Regions from separate parts of the Sus scrofa genome. Here regions 1, 2 and 4 are each linked to region 3. Evidence: chromatin contacts called from public Hi-C data. All regions are on one chromosome and are shown on one strand. Each heading gives the region's core, a stretch centred on a gene start, on an enhancer-like site or on the middle of the called end of the contact. The rest is flanking DNA. Distances are from core to core; before and after follow the strand shown. Region 1 overlaps LOC106509733 (a long non-coding RNA gene). Region 2 overlaps LOC106509733 (a long non-coding RNA gene). Region 3 has its middle 140 kb from the start of ANAPC1. Region 4 overlaps LOC106509733 (a long non-coding RNA gene).

Region 1 (2,967 bases), core at 280-2,779, 480 kb before region 3:
TCGCTCTGCCCTGGGATCCACTGCACGTGAAAGTCCGTGTGCGCCTTTTAAGAATGGGGTCTCCATTTCCCTCAGTCCTGTGGAGCTCCTGCACACAAGCCCAACTGGCCTTCAATGCCAGATGCTCCAGGGGCTCTTTCTCCCAGTGCCGGATCCCCACATGTGAGGGTTTGATGTGGGGCTCAGAACTCTCACTCTGGTAGGTGAGTCTCTCTCTGTGAACCAGTTAGTTTTCAGTCTGTGGAGCTTCCCACCCAGGAGGTATGGGATTTTTTATATCATGAAATCACCCCACCTACCTCTTGATGCAGCCTTCTCTTTTTCTTCTGGAGTAGGGTATCTTTTTTAAGGTTTCTGGTCCATTCAGGTGGGCATTGCTCAGCTTTCAGTTGTGAATTTTGTTGTTCTTAGGAGAGAAGTTGAGCTCCAGTCCTTCTATTCTGCCATCTTATCTTCTTTTTTTCTAGGGTTTCTTTTTTCCTTCAGCATTTTCTCTGACCTATATAGCTTTTATAATGGAAATAATTTTATTATATTAAAAACAATAAACAGAAGTTCTAGAATAGGCAACTAAATTGAGTATAGTGAAAAGTCAGAACAGTGGTTGCCATGGGGGAAATGATGTTGAGACTGGCCATGAAGGACACAAGGGCCTTTTGGGGGGATGATCAGAGTATTTTGTATCTTAATGGGGCACAGGTTACACAGACATATCTACTTTTCAAATTTTTAATGAATAAAATTGTTACATGAAAGTACATAGTTTTTTTAATTGTTCAATGAATTTTATTATATTTATAGTTGTACAGTGATCATCACAACCCAATTTTATAGCATTTAGTTTGACTAGGAAGATATTTCATCACTAGGAAAACCTCCCATGCAAAGAGCATCTTAGTGCCTGATCATCTTTAACATTCAATCTTTATTGGTTCTAGTTACAAAAGTAATAAAAATTCAATGTAAAATAAACACACATTAGAGGAAAGCAAAATTGAAAAAATGGTTTTCTCTGTATTCAGAGCCCTAGAGATCATGACTCCCAATGGTTTAGTAAGCTATTCAGATTTTTTCATTTATGTGTGCATATGTATGTGTATGTGTATGTGCCTGTGATGTGTGTATGTATGTGTGTGTGTGTGTTGACATTACTGGCATTATAGTAAACCTATCATTCTGTTGCTTCCTCTTTTTTACTTAAACATTCTGCTTGGAGATCTTTATAACAGACTAAATAGCTGTTTGGAAACAGAGGGTAAAACCAGATGAAAAGGAAGGCTTTTTCTCTTTGGAGTCCAAGACTGTGCAGTGTTAATTCATATTTAAAGATCTGACATGATCTTAAATATGGATTTTTATCTAAATACATAATTTTACATAAATAGTATGCTTTTTATCTAAACACACACACATACAACCAACAGAGTGTCAGCAGTAAAAACAACCCCAATAGCGAGATCCTAACGTTCTGTGGTTGCAGTCAGCTGGCCCTGGTGCCTCTGGTGAGCAGATGGTGGCTGGGCTCTGTGGCTGAGGGCCTGCTTGGTAGAATGATTCAGCAAAGTAATGGCCTGGGCGCTGAGAGGAGGCTGACCAAGATTAAGTGCTGTCAGGAGGAACATTCTTTTCAGCTGGCTAATCGCTCTCTTAAGATAATGAAAGTGTTTTAGGTTCCTCTTTGTCCAGATGCAAATAAACTGGTGACTTAAAAGTCACTCCCAGTGCTAAAGAGAGTATAGAACACACATCATGAAGATGAAATGGTTTCCCCCTAATTTTGCATAGTTTCTTGTCTGCGCTTAAGGCTAAAAGATATTTGCCTCCACCTGCTTTATGTTCAGATCTGTTTCTTGCTTGGTCTGTCGACCCTTCTCGAATATGATGCCCCTGATTTTGTAGCACTGGCCCTAAAGAATATCAAACAAGACCCAAGAATAAGAACCTACAAGTGGGCATAGGGGGAGTATATGAGACACCCCCTGTAGAATAGAACTCTGTCTTGGGCTCCTTTTTGTATCCTACAAGGACTGGTGCTAAGGAGGTCACAGTATCTCCATTCATGCTTTCTGGCTGATTGATAAATTTGCTTCGTAGGGATTACTTAAGAACGTATTTTGAGGGAGGGATTGGGAGGGATCGGGAGCTTGGGGTTATCAGACACAACTTAGAATAGATTTACAAGGAGATCCTGCTGAGTAGCATTGATAACTATGTCTAGATACTCATATTGCAGCAGAACAAAGGGTGGGGGATAAATGTATACATGTAAGAATAACTTGATCCCCATGCTGTACAGCAGAAAAAAAATAAATAGTAATTAAAAAAAAGAACATGTTTTGATGCTTCTAAGAGCTAGCTGCTATGACACACAGTGAGCTGTGATGGGACAATGCCAGATCCATGTTACTGAAGCCATGTTATCACACTCCAGTGCTTTTCATGAAGCCTCATGTGTTCTCTCATTCATCCATCCGTTTGTTCAGCTGCCTCCTTCTGCCCAAAGTTCTGACACTAAGCTTTGGGCTACATGTGCCCGATACACTTGGCCTATGACTCCTTCCACTTGAGCCTGCTCTTAAGATGCGGTCATGAATACCTCTCAAAGCTGTGCTCCCCTCCCATCTACTGGGGATAACTCCTTCAGTTCCTCCAAGCCCAGACGCTGTGACGGTCACTGCCCATGGTAGACCCAAAGCCCCTCCACTTCCACCCCTCACCCAGTCCTTCTCCTTGGCTTTCTCCTTGGACTCCTTCCTCACCAGTTCCTTGGAGCCTCTCCAGAGTTGAGGCCATTACTTCCTCAGGCTCCCTGGGGGTCCTTGCAGGCCCATGCCAGATGCATTGAGAGGCTGCTCCTGCTAGAGCCAGAAGGCTTTCCAGAGCCCTTAAGTGAGGGCTCCAACCTTTCCCCAGTTATGATCAGCCTGTCACTTCCCCAGACAACTTCTGAAGATCCCCAGAAAAAGC
Region 2 (2,847 bases), core at 249-2,748, 350 kb before region 3:
GGAAGTTTTGGGCCAGGGATTCACCCCTTCACTGCAGCAGTGGGCTGCCACAGTGACAACACTGGCTCCTCTAACCTGCAACCCCACAAGAGAACTCTCTATTCTCTGTATTTTTGGTGCTATTGTAAATTGTAGCACTTAAATTTTTTATTTTTCATTTGTCATTATTTAAAACAATGAGTTCTCTTAAGTTGATTTAACAACCCCTCTGCATTGTGGTTGATGCTACCAATTTGTGCATTAAAGTCATCATTCGCAGTAGAGAGTATTTTCAGTCTATTTTCTCTGTTCTTCAGACCATGTGATATTTTTTGTTTATTTCTCAGTTTCACTGATTCTATCTTTGGTCATAACCATTCTACAATTTAGCTCATCCATGGATGAGCTTTAATTTCTTTTATTGTATTCATCAGTTCAATACTTTCCATTTTTAAATAACTTTTCTTTGCTGACATTTTTCTGTTTTTCCATTTCATTTCAAGAGAATTTGTGATTGTTTTCTGAAGCATTTTTACAGTGGTTGCTTTACAGTCTTTGACAGATGCGTTGACAGATGTTGGTGTCAGCTAATTGTCTTCTCATTTATGTTATTTTCTTGATTCTTAGTATGATGTGTAGTATTTTTTAATTGTATATAGGTGTCTTTCCTTTTAGGTTGGAAGACTCTGGGTCTTATTTGAATTTTTTTTTTTTCTTTTTATGCCTGTACCTGCCTCATATGGAAGTTCCTGGGCTAGGGGTTGAAATACAGCTGCAGCTATATGCCTGCACCACAGCTTGCAGCAACACCAGATCCTTAACCCACTGAGCAAGGCCATGGATCAATCCCTCACAGAGACAATGTTGGGTCCTTAATTCACTGAGCCACAATGGGAACTCCTCTCTCAATAACTTTTGAATGAAATAACTCATTTAAGAAATAATTGGTGAGTCCATCTTGAATATAATTCATTAATCTAAATATAGCCAGGCTGTAAAAAAAGAAGCAAATCACAGACTCTTAGAATTGGTAGAATCTTAAGCCCAATCCACCCTCCTTCACAAAGGAAGCTTTTCCACAGAGCACCCACCCCTACACATGGACAGCCTACTTACACGATGCCACGGGGTTGTTGGAATTGTTCAATTAGCGGCCTCATTGTTGCACTCTGGGCAGAGATATTCAAGGAACACTTCACAGATCCATCATATAGAGCTAGGAAGAAAGAAGCAAAGTCGTTTATTTTAGTTTTTGTAACTAGCGTATTTCAGGACATTGTATGAAGAACCAGGAAAGATGGGTGTGGCCTATGGATTAAAACGGCACATGTGGAGAAGAAAGCAAAGCAAGTGACTTTTTTAAACATACATTTTCACCCCTTCTCAATGCAAAAAAAAAAAAAAAAAAGGAGGCAGAAACCTGTTGTCTAAAGCAGGAAATAGAAGAAATACTGGCTGAGAAACTGCCCACTTGGCATTGATGAGCCCCAGCTGGCCCTCTGGCCCTACTCCTATTTTAAGTTTATGACGTACAGTCAAGCATTCCTTTTCCGCACCTGAAAGAATGACTTCAGTCCAGACTGGGTCCGTATTAGAAGGGGTGGAGTTATTTTTAGACCTGGGCACATGATCTGCCTCAGCTTAATCTCAGGATCCTTCAAGGAAGTGGAAGGATGACTCTTTGACTAACATCCCACTCGGGGTCCTATCAAAAGGAACCCTCTTTTTCAGTTTGTTAGTATGGAACCAGTTGTCACGGCCAAGGATGGCTCTTGGTTTCCCCACCGCTGGTCACAGACTGCACTGTGAGCCCCCCGTACCGGATTATATCCACCTTGTCAGTGGCAGTGAGCCCCCATGCCAAGCTGTTCCTTTCCTCATTGGCTTGCCTTCTCTGGGAAGCATAAGAACACAGCTAGATCCTGGGAGTCTGGATCCTGGATTCTATTGCTTACAAGCTGTGTCTATGGGCAGATCACTTCTTGGGAACTCATTTCCCCCTCTACATAAATAAGGCTAGTAATTTAAGATTATAAGGATTCAGTAGAAGAATGTAGGTAAAAGGCAACCCATGGTGCTGGCAGCAGAGAGGGCTCAATAAATTCTAGTTAGTAGTAGTAGTAGTGGTAGAAGTGCTCCAAGTACTTTTATGTGTTTTTTTCATTTGATCTGATAAGAATCTAAACAGAGATGGGTTACTGTCCCCATACGGTAAATAAAAGCAGTGAAGTTCAGGAGTTCCCTTCACGGCTCAGTGGAAACGAATCTGACTGGTATCCATAGGATGCAGATTCAACCCCTGGCCTTGCTCAGTCAGTTAAGGATCTGGAGTTGCCTTGAGCTGTGGTGTAGGTCGCAGACACGGTTCGGATCCCGAGTGGCTGTGGCTGTGGCATAGGCCAGAGGCTACAGTTCTGATTAGACCCCTAGCCTGGGAACTTCCATATGTAGCATGTGCAGCTCTAAAATCTCAAAAAAAAAAAAAAAAAAAAAAAAAAAGCAGTGAAGCTCAGAATAGTTGCATGAGTTGACAAGTCACAGCACCACTGAGCAGAAGAATTGAGGTCTCTTGGCTCCAGTGACAGTCCTGGGGGCAGCATAGCCCATAATGCACTGTCACATATAACAAGAGCAACAGCAGCAGTATCCGTAGCAACTACATTGCTCAGGTGTCTATACATTGCTTTCAATTAATACTCACAACAACTATAGGTTCTGGATTGTATCATAAACTCCATTTCAGAGGAGGGGACCAAAGTTCAGAGAGATCAAGGAAGGTGCCCAGGGGTATACAGCTGGGGATGGTGGAGCTGGGTGTCCACCTGGTCTACCATGCCCAAGCTATGCTGTCAACCTCTGTGCTGCTGG
Region 3 (2,752 bases), core at 23-2,522:
GAAGCAATCCAAGTATCCAACAACAGAGGAATGGATAAACAAAATGTTGGCTATACATACAATGGAATATCATTTACCCTTAAAGGGAAGGAAATTCTGACACCTGCTACAACATGGGTGAACCTTGAGGATGTTATGCTCAGTGAAACAAGCCAGATACACAAAGGAAAACTACTATGTGATTCCACTTATATGAGGTATTTAGAGTAATCAAATTCATAGGGATAGAAAGTGGTGTGATGATTTGCAGGGAAAGGGCAATGAGGAGTTAGCGGGTTTTTTGGGTTTGGTTTTGTCTTTTTAGGGCTGCACCCATGACATATGAAGATTCCCAGGCTAGGGGTCGAATCGGAGCTGTAGCTGCCAACCTATACCACAGCCATAGCAACACAGGATCCAAGCCACGTCTGCGACCTACACCACAGCTCACAGAAACGGAAGTTAGTGTTTAATGGACATAGTGTTTCCATCTTACAAGAGGAAAACTTATGGAGATGGATGGTGGTGATGGCCACACCATATGAATGTATTAAATACCACTGAATATACACCTAAAATGGCTAAGATGTAAATTTTATGTTGTATATTTTGCCACAATTTTTTAACTTGCCACAGATGTTAAAAGCACCCAATCCTTACTGCCCCATCTCTGACTAGATCACACTTTGTTTTGCTGTGATGTGTCTGCTCTTCAGCTCCACATCCATCTGGTGCCAATTTTATTAATGGCAGAGTGAGATCAGATCAACTTTCCTCCAGGGAAAGAACAAACCCAAGAAACAGGCAACTTGCCAGGACAAAAGAATAGGAAAATAAGCCACCATTGGTTCAGAAGGTGCTGGCTCGGCCCTGTAGCCGGGACCTTCTGAAATCTACCATTTGGGGGAAGGGGGAGGGGGTAGGATGGAAGGAGAACCAGGTTACAATCCAAAAAATGTATGATCACTGTCCTTCCGGGTTCTAAATGTTTCTTTCGATGAGTCACAAAGGTTAGCTGAGAGGCTCTTAAATTAAAAACCCACAGGGTTTTCCTTTTATAGACTGTCCTCAGGAGACCTCTCACTGCATGTTCCCTCTGTCCTCAGCCCCAACTGGCAGCTGCTCTAAGCATGCATGTTTACAGAAATACCAGTAGTTATTGCATGTTCCCTTCCATGTGATTAAGCATTGCCATAAAGCCTGGGCTGGATTAGAAATAGATCTTTCCCTTCTGAGAAAGGCTGAGTGGGGCAAAGCCGGCAGCCATGGTGTGTGTCTTGTGCCACCTACTGGCCACTCATGGGATCACATAGAAAACGCCCAAAGGGTGGACAGGGCTTGGCATATTATGGTGGTCTGTCCTAAAGAGAAAGAAGAGAAAACACAGTCTGATCTCACTGCTGCTCATGGCATTTCAGCATTTGGGTTTTGTTTTTGGGGTTTTTTTTTTTTTTTTTTTTTGCTGCCCCCATGGCATGTGGAGGGTGGAGGTTCCCAGGCCAGGAATCAAACCCACACCACAGCAGCAACCTGAGCCACTGCAAAGGCAATGCCAGATCCTTGATCCACTGCACCACCACCAGAAAACTCCCGTCTCACCATATTTAAAAGCATGTCTTACTCCAAAGGAGAGCAGCCTCCTGTCTACTGTGAGGCTGGGTAGCATTGCCTCCTCATCACATGATTGATTTGACAAGAGCAGGGAGCTTAATGTATGGTCAGCCTGCAAGGGCAGCTGGGAGTGAAATCCAGATTTTGAGAGAGAATCAATTACTTGTTTTAGGTCTCCTTATCCTCAGATTTTTCTTGGAGGCCACAGCCTGCCTGCTGCAAAGATTAAAAATAACACCCCCATTAAAAAAATGAAAAAATAATAATACCCACATATCTCTATTTAGCACTTTTGTCTTTCTAAGCTCTCTGGTAGCTGTTTTCCTGTCATATCTCTGTTGCTAACCCTGAAACAGAGGGTTTGGGCTGTTTCCCCCAAAGTCTGAAGCAGAATCGGGACAGAAATTCCATGTGCTGACACCCTTGTCATATACACCCTTGGGACTGAGCCACCTGAAAGAAAGAAGCTGGGATTCAAAGGAAGTTGGAAGCTGGGACTAATAAAAAGTTCTTGTGAATGGTCCCCATCCTGATAATTTCCTTTCTCTTTGACTTTAAAACAAATCTGGGAGCTCAGCATGTTAAGAACCCAACATAGTGTCCAAAAGGATGTAGTTTTGATCCCTGGCCTTGCCTGATGGGTTAAGTATCCGGCATTGCTGCAAGCTGAAGCATAGGTCATAGACGCTACACGGATCTGATGTTGCTGTGGCTGTGGTGCAGGCTGGCAGCTGCAACTCTGATTCAGCCCCTTGCCTGGGAACTTCCATATGCCACAGGTGCGTACCTAAAAAAAAAAAAAAAAAAAGTGTTTCCAGCTGGTGCCTGATGGGGGAAAGGAGGTACTGGGAGGAGGACAAAGGCTTGAGATGGTGGCTTGAATGGAGTGGAGTAAACCCATCCAAGGATGACAGCACCTGGGGATGCCAGAAACCCACAGAGGAAGCACCACAGAAGAGCACAGGTATTTGGAGTCTACACTGAAGCTCAAACAGAAGTCCCCGCAGTTCCTCCCTCAGTGTATCATCTATTCATTCACCAAATATTCATTGAGTGTCTGCTTGCTAGCAGCCCTGTGGATTCACCAGTGTGAAGTCCCAGCCAGCCCTGGTGGCACTTGCAGTAAAGAGGGGGAGGGGGAGGGATGCAGACATAAACATGA
Region 4 (2,957 bases), core at 349-2,848, 400 kb before region 3:
GCATTGCCGGGAGCTGTGGTGTAGGTCACAGATTCAGCTCAGATCCCAGGTTGCTGTGGCTGTGATATAGGCCAGCAGCTGGAACTCCGATTCGACCCCAAGCCTGGAAACTTCCATATGCCGTGGGTGTGGTCCTAAAAAGCAAAAAAAAAAAAAAAAAAAAAAGGGAAAAGAATAATCTGTATCTGCAAAGCAGAAATCATAATAGTTGCTACCTGATAGGTTATAATGGAGATTAAATGAAGGAAAGGCCAGCAGGTGCTGAGAGCAGGGCCTAGGACAGAATAAGGACTCCACAACGACACAGCATTTCTCTGCCATCTGTGAGAGCATTTTCAAAATCATTTTCAAAATTATTTTCCCATTTCCTTTTTATCAAAGAGTGTCCCCAGCGCCACCAGGCACAGCACCCTGGGTGAGGGGTCTCCATTCTGGATGCCAGTATGGTCAGGTTCTGGTGAAGACCTTCTTCTGGGCAGTAGACTGCTATATTCTTTTCTTTTCTTTTGTTGCCCCAGGCTGCAGGGGCTTGATGTGGGATCTCAGTTCTCAGACCAGGGATTGAACCCAGGCTATAGTGGTGAAAGTGCCAAATCCTAACCACTAGACCACCAGGGAACTCCCAGACTGCTATAGTCCCTTTTTTTTTTTTTTGTCTTTTTAGGGCCGTACCCATGGCATATGGAAGTTCCCAGGCCCAGGGTCAAATCATAGCTGTAACGGATGGCCTGCGCTACAGCCACAGCAACACCAGATCTGAGCTGCTTCTTCAACCTACACCACAGCTCATGGCATTGCCGGATCCTTAACCCACTGAGTGAGGCCAGGAATCAAGCCTGAGTCCTCATGGATACTAGTCAGATTTGTTTCTGCTGAACCACAACAGGAGCTCCAAGCTATATTCTTATTGTGTCCTCACACAGCAGAAAGAGGACCAGAGATGGGGCTTCTCCCATTAGGGCACTAAGCCCATTCATGAGGGTTCTGTCCTTATAACCAAATTAATTCCCGGAGGTCCCAGTTCCTGACACCATCACGTCGGGTGGGGGGGTTAGGATTTCAACATATGAATTTGAGGGGGGGGACATCTGGTCCATAACAATGACAAACAGAGAAAAACTGAAGGCCAAACGGGGACTATGGTGGAGAAGAGAATAGGCAGCTGCTCTTCTTCTGAGCATCCTCGGGTGGGAAGATGGCCCAGTGTGACCAGATCATCCCATTTTCTAGGAGAAGTTGGAAAAATACATGTTTTTTTTTTTTTTTTTTAAATGTGAAAGCCAAGCTCCTGATTTTTAAATCTTGACAAGTAGTTTAAAAACGTAAACACATGTGTGCCAAGTAAAACACACTCTCCAGACTGAATGTGGCCTCTGAGCCTCCAGTCCGTGACCTCTGGAAAGATCTAGAATCCTTTTGCTGCTTGAAGGCATGTTACTGCAGGCAGAAATGCCTTGTCTAAACAAGGAGTACGTCTGGAAACACTGTCGCCTGCCTGACGGGTGGGTGGAGTTGGCTGCCATCTGGACCACGGCCTGTCAGAAGCCACCACCTGCTGCAAGGGATGTGACATTCCATCACCAGGGACAGCGTTCTTGTCTTCGGGCTTGGTCGCCTGGTTAAAAATAGATCGGCCTTGACTGCCTTCTCAGTAACTCTGTTCTTGGTAAAAGCAGCAAGTCTGAAGATAAGGCAGTGAAGTTCAGCCTTCGGAGGGTTTGGTGAAGACCGGGATTCCTGAGTTGGGTGTATCTACAGGCTACCTTGGTGCACTTCATGGTTTGCATTCTGACCCACCCAGGACCCAGAGCTGGCCTCCAATTTACAATCCACTGTTCCCAGCAGATGACCTTCAGGTGGGTCCAAGCAGCAGTTGATAGGGAAGCCCTTGAACTCAGTTCTCTCAAAATCACCCTGAATTTCCACCTGTGGCTATTTGCAAAAAAAGATGACTTTCCTTCGCCCACTGCCCACAGCAACACTGGATCTGAGCCACATCGGTGACCTAAGCTGTGGCAATGCTGAATCCTTAACCCACTGAGTCGGGCCAGGGATCGAACCTGCATCCTCATGGCTCCTAGTCAGGTTCTTAACCTGCTAGGACACAACGGGAATGCCTGTTCAACTTCTTATGAATGCTAAGCAGGTTCTGGAAGACGACAGTCTTGTATACACTCTGAGACTGAACATACCTATGGATCATGGCCAGACCATGTATTAGAAAGAGCTCCGGGACTTCCCGTTGTGACTCAGCAGGTTAAGAACCCAACTAGTATCCATGAGGATGAGGATTCAATTTCTGGCTTCCCTCAGTGGGTTAAAGGATCTGGCATTGCCTTGAGCTGCAGTGTTGGTTGCAGATGCGGCTCAGATCTGGTGTTGCTGTTGCTGTGGCTGTGTCGTAGGCCAGCAGCTACAGCTCTGATTTAACCCCTAGCCTGGGAACTTCCATGAGCCACAGGTGCGGCCCTAAAAACAGAGAAAGAACTTGGACCCAGAGTATGCAACAACCAGCTAAGGAAGCCAAATGACTTCATAGCAGTTGGTCCCAAACTGCCAGGAGGTAGTTAAAACCAATTAGTTTCCCTAACTGTTGTCCCCACTTCCAACTTGGGACCAGAAGAGAAAGCCAGCTATGCATTGCTAATCCACCCCATAGGATGCTGCGACTATGACAGCTAGTTGCTGCCTCCAGCTTTCCCCACTGATGGGCTCCCAGCAGAGCACACCTGGAGCCCCTTTTCTTTTCCTCCAGAAATCTTGCTTCTCCTCCCCACCCCAGCCCTGTCTGCCTTGGTGATGCCAAAAGCAAGTGACCGTGATGGTGGCTGACTCCCTGGCTGGGGTCAGCTCCCACCAAACAGCCTTTGCTTTCTTGTTTAGGTGGTTCACGTCCAGGGCTCACACGCACTCACATACACACAGTTCGGTCGGCTGTTCGGGTCGCTCCAGGTTGA

What was found. A called contact is a pair of places that touch in the nucleus more often than the background predicts.
Region 1: a Hi-C map of embryonic fibroblasts shows a contact between it and region 3, with 6 times the contacts expected there. The contact joins two enhancer-like sites. A contact is called at or near these places in 2 of 47 Hi-C or Micro-C datasets (embryonic fibroblasts and heart right ventricle).
Region 2: a Hi-C map of skeletal muscle shows a contact between it and region 3, with 4 times the contacts expected there. The contact joins two enhancer-like sites. A contact is called at or near these places in 2 of 47 Hi-C or Micro-C datasets (embryonic fibroblasts and skeletal muscle).
Region 4: a contact with region 3 is called in a Hi-C map of skeletal muscle, with 8 times the contacts expected there. The contact joins two enhancer-like sites. A contact is called at or near these places in 2 of 47 Hi-C or Micro-C datasets (both in skeletal muscle) and 1 of 2 datasets of contacts at active chromatin or transcription factors (skeletal muscle).

Annotation. Positions count from the first base shown.
Region 1 is chr3:45,107,788-45,110,754 of Sscrofa11.1, reverse strand. LOC106509733 (a long non-coding RNA gene) reads right to left here. Exons shown (of 8, transcript XR_002342497.1): 8 at 307-507. Among named protein-coding and RNA genes, the nearest start is that of BCL2L11, 89 kb to the left of the region's middle. Within about 2 kb of position 1,529, at least 20 of the 83 cell types and tissues checked have an H3K27ac peak or open chromatin away from gene starts, as enhancers often do. A contact at or near this core is called in embryonic fibroblasts, where this site is marked.
Region 2 is chr3:44,981,757-44,984,603 of Sscrofa11.1, reverse strand. It overlaps LOC106509733 (a long non-coding RNA gene), which reads right to left. Exons shown (of 8, transcript XR_002342497.1): 4 at 1,096-1,195. Among named protein-coding and RNA genes, the nearest start is that of BCL2L11, 220 kb to the left of the region's middle. Within about 2 kb of position 1,498, at least 1 of the 83 cell types and tissues checked has an H3K27ac peak or open chromatin away from gene starts, as enhancers often do. A contact at or near this core is called in skeletal muscle, where this site is marked.
Region 3 is chr3:44,627,306-44,630,057 of Sscrofa11.1, reverse strand. No RefSeq gene overlaps it. Among named protein-coding and RNA genes, the nearest start is that of ANAPC1, 140 kb to the right of the region's middle. Within about 2 kb of position 1,272, at least 30 of the 83 cell types and tissues checked have an H3K27ac peak or open chromatin away from gene starts, as enhancers often do. A contact at or near this core is called in embryonic fibroblasts and skeletal muscle, where this site is marked.
Region 4 is chr3:45,028,577-45,031,533 of Sscrofa11.1, reverse strand. The region is part of intron 4 of LOC106509733 (a long non-coding RNA gene); the gene reads right to left. Among named protein-coding and RNA genes, the nearest start is that of BCL2L11, 170 kb to the left of the region's middle. Within about 2 kb of position 1,598, at least 12 of the 83 cell types and tissues checked have an H3K27ac peak or open chromatin away from gene starts, as enhancers often do. A contact at or near this core is called in skeletal muscle, where this site is marked.